Regions from separate parts of the Danio rerio genome. Here region 1 is linked to region 2. The links are chromatin contacts, called in public HiChIP or PLAC-seq maps. All regions are on one chromosome and are shown on one strand. Each heading gives the region's core, a stretch centred on a gene start, on an enhancer-like site or on the middle of the called end of the contact. The rest is flanking DNA. Distances are from core to core; before and after follow the strand shown.

Evidence for each region. HiChIP or PLAC-seq counts read pairs in DNA pulled down with a chosen protein or histone mark.
Region 1: a contact with region 2 is called in an H3K4me3 HiChIP or PLAC-seq map of embryo, with 5 times the contacts expected there. The contact joins the promoter of rev1 here to the enhancer-like site in region 2. A contact is called at or near these places in 10 of 18 Hi-C or Micro-C datasets (caudal fin, embryo, fibroblasts and 3 more) and 3 of 4 datasets of contacts at active chromatin or transcription factors (caudal fin, embryo and gastrula embryo).

Annotation. Positions count from the first base shown.
Region 1 is chr9:23,410,255-23,416,945 of GRCz12tu, reverse strand. It overlaps rev1 (REV1 DNA directed polymerase), which reads right to left and starts at 5,099. Exons shown (of 21, transcript NM_001123300.1): 1 at 5,043-5,099; 2 at 1,914-2,046. The coding sequence starts at 5,099.
Region 2 is chr9:23,190,992-23,197,613 of GRCz12tu, reverse strand. It overlaps a transcript of rev1 not described here. Among named protein-coding and RNA genes, the nearest start is that of arhgef7a, 43 kb to the right of the region's middle. Within about 2 kb of position 3,838, at least 3 of the 62 cell types and tissues checked have an H3K27ac peak or open chromatin away from gene starts, as enhancers often do.

The DNA of each region.
Region 1 (6,691 bases), core at 3,850-6,349, 220 kb before region 2:
TTATAAGATACAATTTTGTGAATGTTTTATTTCATGTTTAAAGTCTTTAATGTGCCTTTACTAATAATATTCTATTCAAAGCAAAAATTCAGAGACTTTAGGTGATAGTGCATGTGTTGGATGTGTTAATGTGATTCCTGATCCTTTGCATATGCCTAATTATTTAAGTCAAAGATTTAATTTTTGATTTTAAATTGATATTTGTTAAACAAGTTTAATAAATACAAAAACATATAGACATTAAAACTAATTGGTTGATTGGAAATTAAATAAATCTATAATTATATCTATATATAAAGAAATTATATCTATAATTTAATTATTCGAGCCTTTGCATTAAGCATATTTACAGGTTATATACAGCATATTTTTTTTGCACAGCATAAAATTTGCACTAGCTTTGGCAGTATTAAGCCTCAATCACACTACGAGCGACTCGCAGCAGCACAGCAACAAACAGCCGTTCATTTCAACAGACAGTGAGCGGATTCCGGCGATCTCCATTTATGCAAGTGACAGCAACCGCTGGCGATCAGGTAGGCTTGTCGAGTGACGTGACAAAGTTGAGAATCTGTAAACTTTATGCAAATGAAGAGTGACTTTCTTGAGGGACGACAGCCAATAGGAGCACCAGTAGAGCTCATGTGATCCTCTCTCAGCTCCTGCAGAGGCGAGTTGTATTTTTTGGTGCTGTAGGCCTACATAGAACTGCGTATGCAGCAGGTCATCACCCAGAGCGACAGGCAGCTACAAAGTCACTGCCAGTGTGAAAGAGGCATTAGATTGAAAGTTCAAAGAAAAACAATACCTGCCCACAGACCCTCCATTATTAGAGGGTCAAAAATGGACAAAAGAAACCTTTAAATGCAGGGTCTGAATGGTAATGTTTGCTTTGACCACTTGTGATCACATCATGAAAATGTATCTTGATACCAGGTGTGAACAGGGTCTATAATGCAGTTTACATCAAGCAAGCAAACCATGCAAAAGCATGCAACATTTGAAGGCAAATGAGAGAGTCATGTGAGTATTTGTACCCACACACCCCTAGTTTCAGATTTGCTCAGGCTTGACATTAATAATAAATGTTGTCTATATGAAATGCTGGTATCACTTCTGATCATTTGATACAGAATTTATTTATGTTCTGTAGGTCGGTACCTAAAAAAATTGAAAAAAAAAAACTATACATTTAATTTGCTGGGTGTTCACACTCTCATTTTTAAGATAAAAACACTAACTACAAGTTTTTATGACATGTATTGTGCAGAATAACTTACGGAACATCCCAAACAATGCTGTGTGCTTGACCAGGAAGCCCCTGTGTCACACACACAAATGATAATCTGCTGCAAGGAGAAGCGTTTCTGACACCTTTATTGAACTGTACTGGGACATTTTGTGACTATAAAGAGAATAATCCGTTATGCTTGAGCATTATGTCCATTTCTTTGGTCACATTTTGTGACATCACATCTATTGTCCATATTTCAGACAAGCCACAATAGAATTCATTTAAAAGAAGGCCAAAACCAGTCTTCTCAGGGCTTTTTGTCCACTTGTTTGGTGTACACCAAGGTTTAGATGACTGCATTCAAGCATTTATAGGTTTGTTCAAAATAAACCTGGACACACCCTAAAATACAAGTTTAAAAAAATAGTGTACAAAATAACCCCTGAATAAAATTGTAAAAGTGAAATATGTACAAAAATCCTTTTATATATTTACTCTCTTAGACTTGACGCAATATCTATAGTCAGGTGCAACAAATCATCCAGATACTGCCATAATAATAGTAATGACGATGATTATGGTGATGCTGAACATGCACAATGCAGTACAAGGGATTTCATTGGAGTAAGAAAGTTTATTTCCACAGCACATTGCAGAGGGGATGCTGGGAGAGTCTGACCTGTGTATCCATTGACATAGATGGCCACACCGCTGAAGATGCAGGAGGACTTTCCATCTTTCTTCTGCTCTCTCGGGGCATCCTTCTGAAACTGCTCCTCAAGCTTAGAGACTTTTGCAGCCATGTAACCTCCCTGAGTAAAAATTCAACAAACAAGATTTTTATTTCAAAGCCTATTCACGTCAACACAGGCTTGCAAGCTCAAGAGCTAAGACAAAGCATACAGCACAAGCTGACCACACACACACGCACACACCTTAATAGAAAAAAAACCCACACAATTCTAACCTCTGGAAATGAACAGACTGCAATACAGGCACACACACAAAGGAAAATGTGCAGCGTCTGGCTGACAAGCGTTTGATTACGCCTCAGACATTCAATGAGACTGGAGGTGCAAGTCTGCCCTGCTGGCACGGCGACTCTCTGTCTCCATGGCAACGGAGGGAACGCTGGGATTCAAGAGTTGAGCTTGAACCAATAAACAGACTCTCACACACACTGAAAAATACTCCTGAAAACACTCACTTGCTGGAGGCATCCCTGAACCTAATTTATATCAATCAGAGAGATCAACACACACACACACACACACACACACACACACACACACACACACACACACACAACAACAACACACCTGAGAGACAACACTCTGAGAGATCAACACACACACACACACACACACACACACAACCTAAAGCAAATAAAGGTTTTGCGTAGACATATGCTGATGTCCAATAATGCCATACACTGTGATCATGAACGTGCACAATATATTGATGCTGTGGGTTTTTAAAATAATGTAAATAATTATTTAGAATTTCAACTTTCAGATTACCATTAAAGGATATTTATATTGTTGTATCTGCACTGCAGTGTACATCACAGCACCAAACGCTTCAAGCCTTAATAGACAATTTATGATCAGCTTCCATTCAACGTCAGCTAACCTAACTACAGTCAATGTAATGATATAAAAGCATTGATTAACCTTAGGCAAAGACTATAGAATACACAAGATGCGTCACTCGTATAGTTTTGAATGGAGAAAAGTGTTACAGTCAATATGGCGAATGAAGCCCCGCCTACTAGTACAGGAGCTAATCATCAAATCTCTATAGACTGACGTGTCTCCAGTATAAACGAATGTGAAGTACAGTCAGTCCTGTCAAACACACATCATGAGACAGCAATTACTCAAAGTGTAAACATAGAATCGATTTCACTACTGGAGAAGATTTGCTATCAAGACCAAGCTGTGGATTATTTCAGATGACCAGTGCGACTACATGATCATTATCCAGAGGACAACACTGTGTGATGTGTAACACTGCCGTAAATGAGGTTGGTGTTGTGATCTCATTCCTTTCGAGTTTGCATGCGCACTAGCTCTGGCAACTTGAAAATATGCAGATTTTGTTTAATTCAGACGTTTAGAAACGAAACTTATGAAACAACTGTTGTTTAATTTTACTGTTGACTCCAAATATGTAATATAATTATAAGCTTGGCAAACAATTTTGAAAAATTTGATGTTTCTCCATTCAGATGGAATGCTCGAAAATACAGCCCAAGAGGCGTTTCAAACAAGGCCGCTAAGTGAAATGACTTGCCTTAAAGGGACATTAACTTATTAGCGAACACCTAATAATGCATTAAAATCAAATGTAGTCATCTTTTTATTAAATGGAGTTATTAACTAGGGCTGCAAGGTGGCTCACTTTCAACTCATATTAAGAAGATGCCTGGTTCAAGTCCCAGCTGGAGTTTGCACACTCTCATTTCCCCCACAATCCAAAGACATGCGGTATAGTATAGGTAGATATGATTGGCCATAGCGTATGATTGGATGAATGAGCAAGCGTATGGCTTTTTTGGGCTGCTAAAACAACTAAATGAATGTAGTTTATCCTGCTTTTTAAATGCCTATTGCCATAAATGTCAAAATTAGACATTAAACATTTTCTGAGCCATAATAAATTAATAAAGATGAAGCTGATAGAAACAAAACCAGCTGAAAGGTGCATACACTGACCTAGTATGTACTATTAACTCACAAAATGCTGCCAAACCATCAAAAACAATAGCAGAGACAGACATGCAAATGATTCAGAAGCAATCGTATTAACTGACAGTCAGGATGATTCAAATACATGGATGAGCCTGTATTATTAGTTTCAGTGATTTTTTACCTCAGCTCAGAATGTTGAGATTGGCCAATCAAAATCAAGCATTCCAGACAGCAGTGCGATAACAGCTAATAAATTTCAGCTATATTTTTCTAAATTAACTTTAATATATAAAATGCATTTTTACAGTAGATTTTAATGCATTGATTAACATTTACTAATGGTACTTTTTTGTAAAGTATTACCTATTGTACCTATCTTCCATTTACAATTTAATTGGCTTAAAACATTCATTTATTCTGAACATGTATATAGACAATAAAGCAATCAAATATTTTGGTTATAATATATTTTTGCAGCTTAGGTCAATAATACTATACATCATCATAAAACCTTCAGCAATTAATTGCAACAAAAAATTATATTGTCAGAAGCCTATTTCTGTGTTTAATCACACTTACACAGTAAAATACATAGTACATTTACTTAAAAATCACACATTTCTGGTCTCAAATTGTGCGGTAAAACAGTTCTACTGGTTAGAACTAAGATTGTTATTTTATTAGTGAAGACAGAAGCTTGTGGAGTTGTTTATATTAGTGTGGTTCTGCTAATGCCTGAAGAACATGAAGATGCCGAAGCTTGTCAAATCTCTAGCTGGGTCTGGACTGTGGCGACTGAGCAGAGGTGCTGGTCAGCAGTGAAGAAAATTGAGATTACTCACTGGTGTAATACAAATGAAAATCTGTCTAGACTTCAGCAGCAACACACACACAAAGCATGATGGGTGATGTACAAACAGCAGAAAGGCAATTAATAGTTAAAAGGAAATCTATGGATAAGTTCTATTATTTACATAATGTTCAGTTTTTACAAAGACAGATAGCAAAGACAACACGGGATATATACGAAGACGATTCAGCTCTGAGATAAAACAGCTGTTGAGCCTTTCCTGCTCTCAATAAACACATTTCTGCGTAAATAACTAAACTCTTACCTGTCCTCCCCACCCATCATTTTCACTGGCTTTCTTCCTCCATCCATCTCGACTCATACTGAGGGACCTAAAAGACAACAATTCAAAAGAATGAGCCCAAAACTGAAAGCGTGAGTGGCTGAAAATAGACACGGAAAACAAAAAACAAGCACGCACATCTGTTCTCCTCTTTGCACTCATTTATTAGTATGCAGATGAGTGACTCTTAATAAGAAATAATACATCTGAAACCCTGAATAAAGAATAAGTTGTGTCTCTTTTGCTTATAATATAGCACTATTCACAATGCACACGGTTTCAAACCTTTAATGTTTAGATAATATTTCCATGCTTTATTATAGTCACAATACTTTGCTGCAATTATTTTAATAAAGTGTAGTATTTTAGAGTTAACAAAATAAAACACAACTATAGAATGAGGAATTGAACGATAATGGATGTCTCCCAGCCACTTTTATTTTATTTGTTTTTTATGCTATTTACAGACACAGTGGCACCTCAGACAATCAAACTGAAAACACTTACTGTCTAGCACAATAAATGTGCAATAGCATATCCACTTTATTACTTTGCTGTGCAATGCATTTTTGCAGATTGCAACTGATTACATTTAATAAACTAAAAATCTAAAGATATATCGGAATATAACAGCCATTACTGTAAACAATGACAAATATCGTAAAATAAAACGAAAAAATCTGCTTCCTTTTGTTTCTTTAAAAGGACAGCATATAACATTTTACAAGTACAAAGACATACATGCCAGGGGGTATAAACATAACACAAATATACAGAATGTACATAAGTAATAAATCAAATAGTTACAGTGCTAAGCATTTATAAGTACACCTAATATCTTTTAAATTCAGATGTTTAATAGGAAGCTATACAATATTATATTTGTGCATATATATTAGATTAGTCAGTACTGAAGCTAAATCTGGAGTTTATCTAACAATATAACTTATGATAACGGACCAGAAACGAGTACACCCAATTTTATATGTTAGAGAAAAATAATGAATACAAATTTTAAAAGAGGAAAAATCAAGAGAAGCAAAAAAAATTGAAAATATTTTGTTAAAATTTTGTAGGTTGTAATTTTTTTTTGCAATATTTTGCATGAATTTAATTTTATTATCTTTGAATTTCTAAATATGTTTGGTAACTAAAATATTACTTTGATAAATATATCTGTTTGATAAATCTGTTTTGTTTAAATGCACCAAAACTCACTGAGAAATGGATACAGATACAATGGATTCAAATATTCACTTTCAAGATGTGATGTACTCAATTATGCTGAGCACTATATATTATAGTTCACAAATCTTTAAAGTGTGTAAAGCTTTCTTATTTAGAGTATCTGATGCTACTAATACACAAGCATATTTCAGTCATCAATACCTTAAAATGTCCAGACCTGCTTTTAAAGCAAAGTCGACCATGTGCACAGCTGGCCTTATTGCCTGACCAGCTAAAAAGTGCTCAAAACTCATACAAACTAAACGAGTTTAGGCTGGTTTAGGTATTTTTACTACTGGCATGTGCACTGGAGGCTTTAAAGAAGTTGACATAAGGAATAACACACGTTTACTTTGCTGTCAACACACAACAATATAGCACGCATCATAACTATAACACTGGCT
Region 2 (6,622 bases), core at 2,589-5,088:
TAATAAATTTGTTTAGCACCAACTAACAAAAAAAAAACTATTTACACAATTAAAGGCAATTGCGTTGGTCCAACGTGATTTTATCAAATAGTTTAAATATGTTTGTATTTTTATTCAACTTAAACTCAAAAGGTCTGATAATATCATGTATGTCTATTATGTGTCGTACATTTCTATCCTAAATGAACTAAAAGAGCCATTTTTAAGCTTATTTCATGTCTTATAGTTGATTGAGAACTAATTTTACTACATTTATTGGTCACTGAGCAAAGCGACAAACTACATTTTTGCTAATTAAGCTGCCAACACCCAAAGCATGTATGCATCTGCAAGGTGTATGCATCCCAAAACTCACAGCATTACATGAAACTCTTCTAAATCTTCAAACTAAAGTAAAGATTAAATTCTAACAAGTCTTTCTATTAACCTTAAACACCTAAGAAGATTACTTTCACTGCCAATATTTCTCTCTCTTAATTCAATCCCACACAAAGCTTGCTGGGAACTACAATTCCCCTAACCAGGTAGTTGGACCAACACACTTCCTTCATGTCATCCCAACACAAAACACTTAAGTTAACCTAATGGTTTACAAATTTAAGTGGACTGGACATAAAACAAATAAATTGGGCTAAGAAATGATGAGAATTGTGTTGTTTCTGCTCATTTTAAACAGGCAGTTTGAACAAGCAGCAGCAATCATTTTTTGAGTGCATACGCACTCATTCACACACACACTCATACACTATATACAATTTGGTTAATTCAATTCTGTACTGCATATCTTTGGACTGTGGGGAAAACTGGAGCACCTGAAGAAAAACCCACAAGCATGGAATATTTTAGTGTATACTTTTGTGATAGGATGTGCAAAAATCACTGCATATTCAGACATAAATTTTTGAAAAAATGTTTACAATTAAATTCCTAATGTAATCAATCAGATGGGCGATAACTATTGGCTTTGCTTTTTTTTAGTTTTTACCTATTTACCTGCAGTGTCTCACCTTCAGCAGATCAGGGTCAAACTCTATAGCTGAGCCTCAATAGGCACTGCTCACCAACTAAGCAGATGCTGTCTGAAATCTACATCATATTATCTCTAAACAGAACTAAACATGAACAATTTCAGACTATCTTCCATCGATTTCCTCATTTCATCTATTTGATACGGACTTGCACCTATTCCAAGCTTTTTAACTTTGTAAACGGCAAACTGTGAGGGGAAAGAAATTAAATCTGTTAATATTTATAAAAGCGCATATGAACAACATTTGCTGAATTATATCTAATTTCATAAGGCGGAAAGAATATATTATGGTGCATTCAGACAAGTAAAGCAAAGGACATCCAGGCTGACCATCTGTAAAACTTGCCTAATGATCTGATTGTGAACTCTAGGTGGATATCAGAATGCTTAATTGACTGTACTTTGAATGGCGGATTCAGTGCTAATGTGAATGAACAGAAGACAGACTTTAGTAAGAAAAACACTTACACGGGTGTCAGACCGCTGTAATATTTTCCAGCTGAATAACAAAGCGGAGCAGGTATTAACCAGAAATAGCATGAATGACAGTGGGGGGAAAACATGATTAATATTAACACCTTTGTGTGAGCTCTTATTAAAATGACTGTCCTTGAAAAATAAATAAATTATTGAAAACTCTGAGAATGGCAAAGGCAAGTACCATTCAAAACCAAGTGAGAAATGTACCACTCTTGTTTTCATACTCTTTAATCTAAAAAAAAAAACACTATAATTGAACTCTATCTCTCATCATATGCACACAGATACAAACATGCTTATGTATGTATAAAAGTATATACCAATTTTTTAAAACATCATAAAAGATGTATATTATTGTCATTTTAAAAGACGAAAAATACTAATTAATTCTCATTTAAAATGTTATCATTTGCCATTCTCCTTCAAATGATTTTTTTTCCAACAAGATGTTTTTAATCCATAAAAATGGCATCAAACTTAGTATGATCACTAATTATTTTATGTATTCAGATATGCATTTATATAATACAATTGAGTTTGTTTTGTTTTTAAACATGATTGTCATCCTCAAAAATTTAACATTATTAAGTCAAGTTAAATTCTATTTATTGTATAAATTGCATTGTTTTACAATATCGATAATGTTTATACAATAATGTTTAAATTGATCAAAAAACCAGCCTCTTCGCAAAAAACCCACATCATGTAACAACATGGCTTAGATATGTCAACATATTAGGGCTGAACAATATACCGTTATGGCATCGATATTGCAATGTGATGTCAATTGCTGATTTATATCATTTATAAAATATTTTTTTACAAAAAAAAAAAAAAATTTTCAAGCTATTAATACAATGATGACCATGTTATTATAAATTTGACAGTTTAATTTCTGTACTTGAATATTGTAGACTCTCCAGAAAATCATAAAGCATTGTTTATTTAACTTTTATTTTTGATCTGAGTAATTCCATGCAAATGTCAACCTTGCCATGAAAAAAAGTTTTCGACAAAATATCAAAACCGTTTCTGCATTTGTTTTTGTATAAGCAAGTATTTTACAGTGCTTTAAAATTACTCAAAAATGTCTCTGTTAATGTTTTCAAACTATTATATCACACAAGTGCCAATTCCACATCCGTCACATCCATAAGCAAGCTTTTTCCTGATAAATGCAAAAATATGTTAAATAAAATCAATAATTTTGGTTCTATAGAGAGCCAACTCTTATCATTTAGATTAGCATTGTATATGTTTAGATTAGCATAGTTTCTATTGAATAGTGCAGTTTAATTCACAGAATTTCTACAAATTATGTTGTACACTGTAAACTCACAAACTTGTTTCGTCACATCCATAACGCATGTCCATTTTCCTAGTTCAAAATGTGAAAAGCTTCAGAATAGTATGGTTCTGCTCCCTTAACTCTGTAGTTAGTTTTTTTGTAAAATATAAACAGATGTTTCAATATAATGTTAACATACACTTTCTCTGTGAATTTATATTTTGAGATTTTACTGGAAATTCCACATCAATAACGCTGGATTTGCTCATCTATCAGATTTTTAATTTATTGAATTTTATGGAGATTCGCTAAATAAAAAAAACTTGATCATCCCATTCCCATGTCAGATTTATTCAAAATCATGCAGCCCTAGAACATATCTCCAGTGAATCTGCAATGTAAATATCTCACAGCTTCTTTTTGTAGCCAAAATAGAAGACAAATATACATCTATACTGAGAATATTAAAAACAATTATATATATATATATATATATATATATATATATATATATATATATATATATATATATATATATATATATATAATGTATGTATATAGTAAGAACTTGCTAGTAAAAAAACATAAAATCACAAAACAAGTCAATATGAAATATGCGCTTAAAACAGATAATGCAGCAACCCATTGTGCTGCAGCCCCAATGAAAAAGCCACTGCACCTCATCCAATAGCACAAGAGACAAATTAGGCAAGCGATTCCCCCAAACTGGCAAATAATGCTATCAACATCCCATCAGAAAGTCAGCAGACCTCCACTAATTCTCCCCCTAAATACAAAAAGACAGACAAAAGGAGATAAATGTGAGCGAGGTAATAGTCGTACATCATCTCCCTTACGTACACACGCTGTCAATAGGCCTTGGCGAGGTCTTGGCGCTAATCACTAGCGCTAGATAAAACTGTGAGGGTTAATGGTCCATACGGCCCTGCGGCACAAGAAGGATCAAGATAGCAGGCAGGCCTCTGTATCACTGCCCTCAACAAATCCATCGCTCGCTTGCTCTCTCTCTCCGCAGTGGAGGACGGACGACTTGTTAGGTGGGGGCAATCGATTCAAGCAGAGAGCACTCTTTTACAGCCCAACATTCAGAGCTGCAAAACTTATTGTAAAGTCAGCGGGTGAAAGGGAGGGAGTCTCGCCCTAAAGCGCTCCCTTTTGTAGCCCTGTCACCTTGCTCGCAGATTTATAATGCTCCATTACAAAAGTGTGCATCGAAGCCCTATTCAATTAGCCTATCAAATTCTTTATGGCCAGATTGTGAATGGGTTATCAGGGCTGGAGATAAGAGAATTTACAGAGCTCGTAATGATTCACAACAAAAGGGCTTTGCGCACGCAATGTGCTCCCTGTGCCTTTATTAAAAAAAACAAATAACCTGTCCTGAATTTAATCAGGCTTAATATGCTTTAAAACACAATCGAGGAACATTGCGTAACTGATAGAGAAAAATGTGACCTAATTCATTTACAGAGTATTACAAGTGTGTGTGTGTCATACAATATACTGTAAACTAGGGCTGCAAGATATTGGGAAAAAAAAAACGTACATTGCAATATTTTTATTTCCTGTAGTTTATAGAGATATTTCACCAACTAGCTTGAATAGCTTTATTTTGAAATATTTAATACATTTTTATTGAATGGGAAGATTTTCCCAGTGATGTTTTGCAGCTGGAAGGGCATCCGCTGTGGAAAACATGCTGAATAAGTTGGCGGTTCATTCCACTGTGGCGACCCCTGATTAACGAAGGAACTAAGCTGAAAAGAAAATGAATGAATGAATGAATGAATGGGAAGATTTAGTAAAGGAGTGCAGCTTCAAAAAATATATTAGACTAATAACCAGCCTAAGCATATACAGTAAAGCAATGGTATAATTGAGTCTAACATGTTTTTAGGTACAGATATAAAATAATCAAACGAACAATAAAGTTGTATAGTTGTATATGTCTTCATTATATACATTATTAAATACAAAAAATTTTTTACAAAAGGCAATAATTCCTTGTGACCAAATGCTTTAAGTTCATTTAAAATGCTTACAATGCTTACGGTCACAGGCCTTAAAACAAACTTTCTAGAGTTTATGGTTAAACTGAAATGACTCCACAATTGTACCTGGCCAACTATGGATTTGCTCTTCAGTGTTTGGGCTTTCAGCAGTGAAAATTAAACCACACTGAACTGAACTAAGTGAAAACTGGAGTTTCAATCTACTAGAACTTCTATGTTAAGCTGCTTTGACACAATCTACATTGTAAAAGCGCTATAGAAATAAAGATGAATTGAACTGAACTATAATCCTGACTCCACATTACAGATCCTGCAATGTGAATAATGCACATTCACACATTGCGATATCGATGCTACAACGATATATTGTGCAGCCCTACTGTAAACACACAAAAAACACACATGAACTTATATATACGGTTGAAGTCAGAATTATTAGCCCCATTTTTTATTAGCCCCCCTCTGTTTAACGGTGAGAAGATTTTTTCAACACATTTCTAAACACATATCTCATTTCTGATAAATTATTTATTTTATCTTTGTCATGATGACAGTAAATAATATTTTACTAGTTATTTTTCAAGACACCTCTATACAGCTTAAAATGACATTTGAAGCCTTAACTAGGTTAATCATGTTAACTAGGCAGGTAAGGGTAATTAGTTACCCGCTATTGTATAACGATGGTTTGTTCTGTAGACTATCGAAAAAAATGTTGGCTTAAAGGCGCTAATAATTTTGACAAAAACAATTTTTTTAAATTAAAATCTGCTTTTATTCTAGCCAAAGTAAAACAAATAAGACTTTCTCCAGAAGAAAAAATATTATCAGACATACTGTGAAAATTTCCTGAATCTGTTAAACATTATTTGGGAAATATTGTTTTTTTTTTGTTTGTTTTTATTAAAGGAGGGCTAATAATTATGACTTGTTATATTGTAAATATGGTACGTTAAAAACTAATTTTATATATTTTATTTTGATATTCAAATGACTATTATTGTTGCTACTATAATTATAAGAGGAAAGATAAGGGAAAGATTTTAATAAAGAGCTTACTAGTTTGAAAAGGATATACTGTATTATAGTATATGAAACACACATATTTATTTATAATTATAATTGGATTTTTTGGTCTTTGTAGTGTATAAAAAGTATCCGAACATACTTTTCAAATGAAACGGAACTATATTCAGTTAAATTCTACTGCATTTATTTGATTTTTTGACATTCAATTAATTTAATTATAATTTCATATAATAATTTAACTAATAATATAAATAATTATTAAACTAATAATGCTGTTATCATGATTATGTATATTATTATTATTGATAATAATGACTATTAGTATTATTAATTATAATTTTCCCAGTGATCGGTTGCTGATAGAAGAGCATTCACTGCATAAAACATATACTGGGTAAGTTGACAGTTCATTCCACTGTGGCGACCTCTGCTTAATAAAGGGACTTTATATAAAGTCCAAAAGAAAATGAATAAGTGAATGAATGAATGAATGAATAATAAAAATAGAAAAATGTATTATTATTTTTTATAATTAATAACGATAATTATTATTTTTTTTATTATTATTGATATTGTTTTTATTAATAATAATAATAATTGTTAATATTACTAATATTATGTATTGTTATTAAGTATTATTATTATTATTATATGCAAATACATTACTAAAAATTAAGAGTCTATTAATTTGAACAGGTTAATAAATGTTGTGTGTGCATGTATAATATAATGGACACTCAAGGTTATTTATGTATCTATATT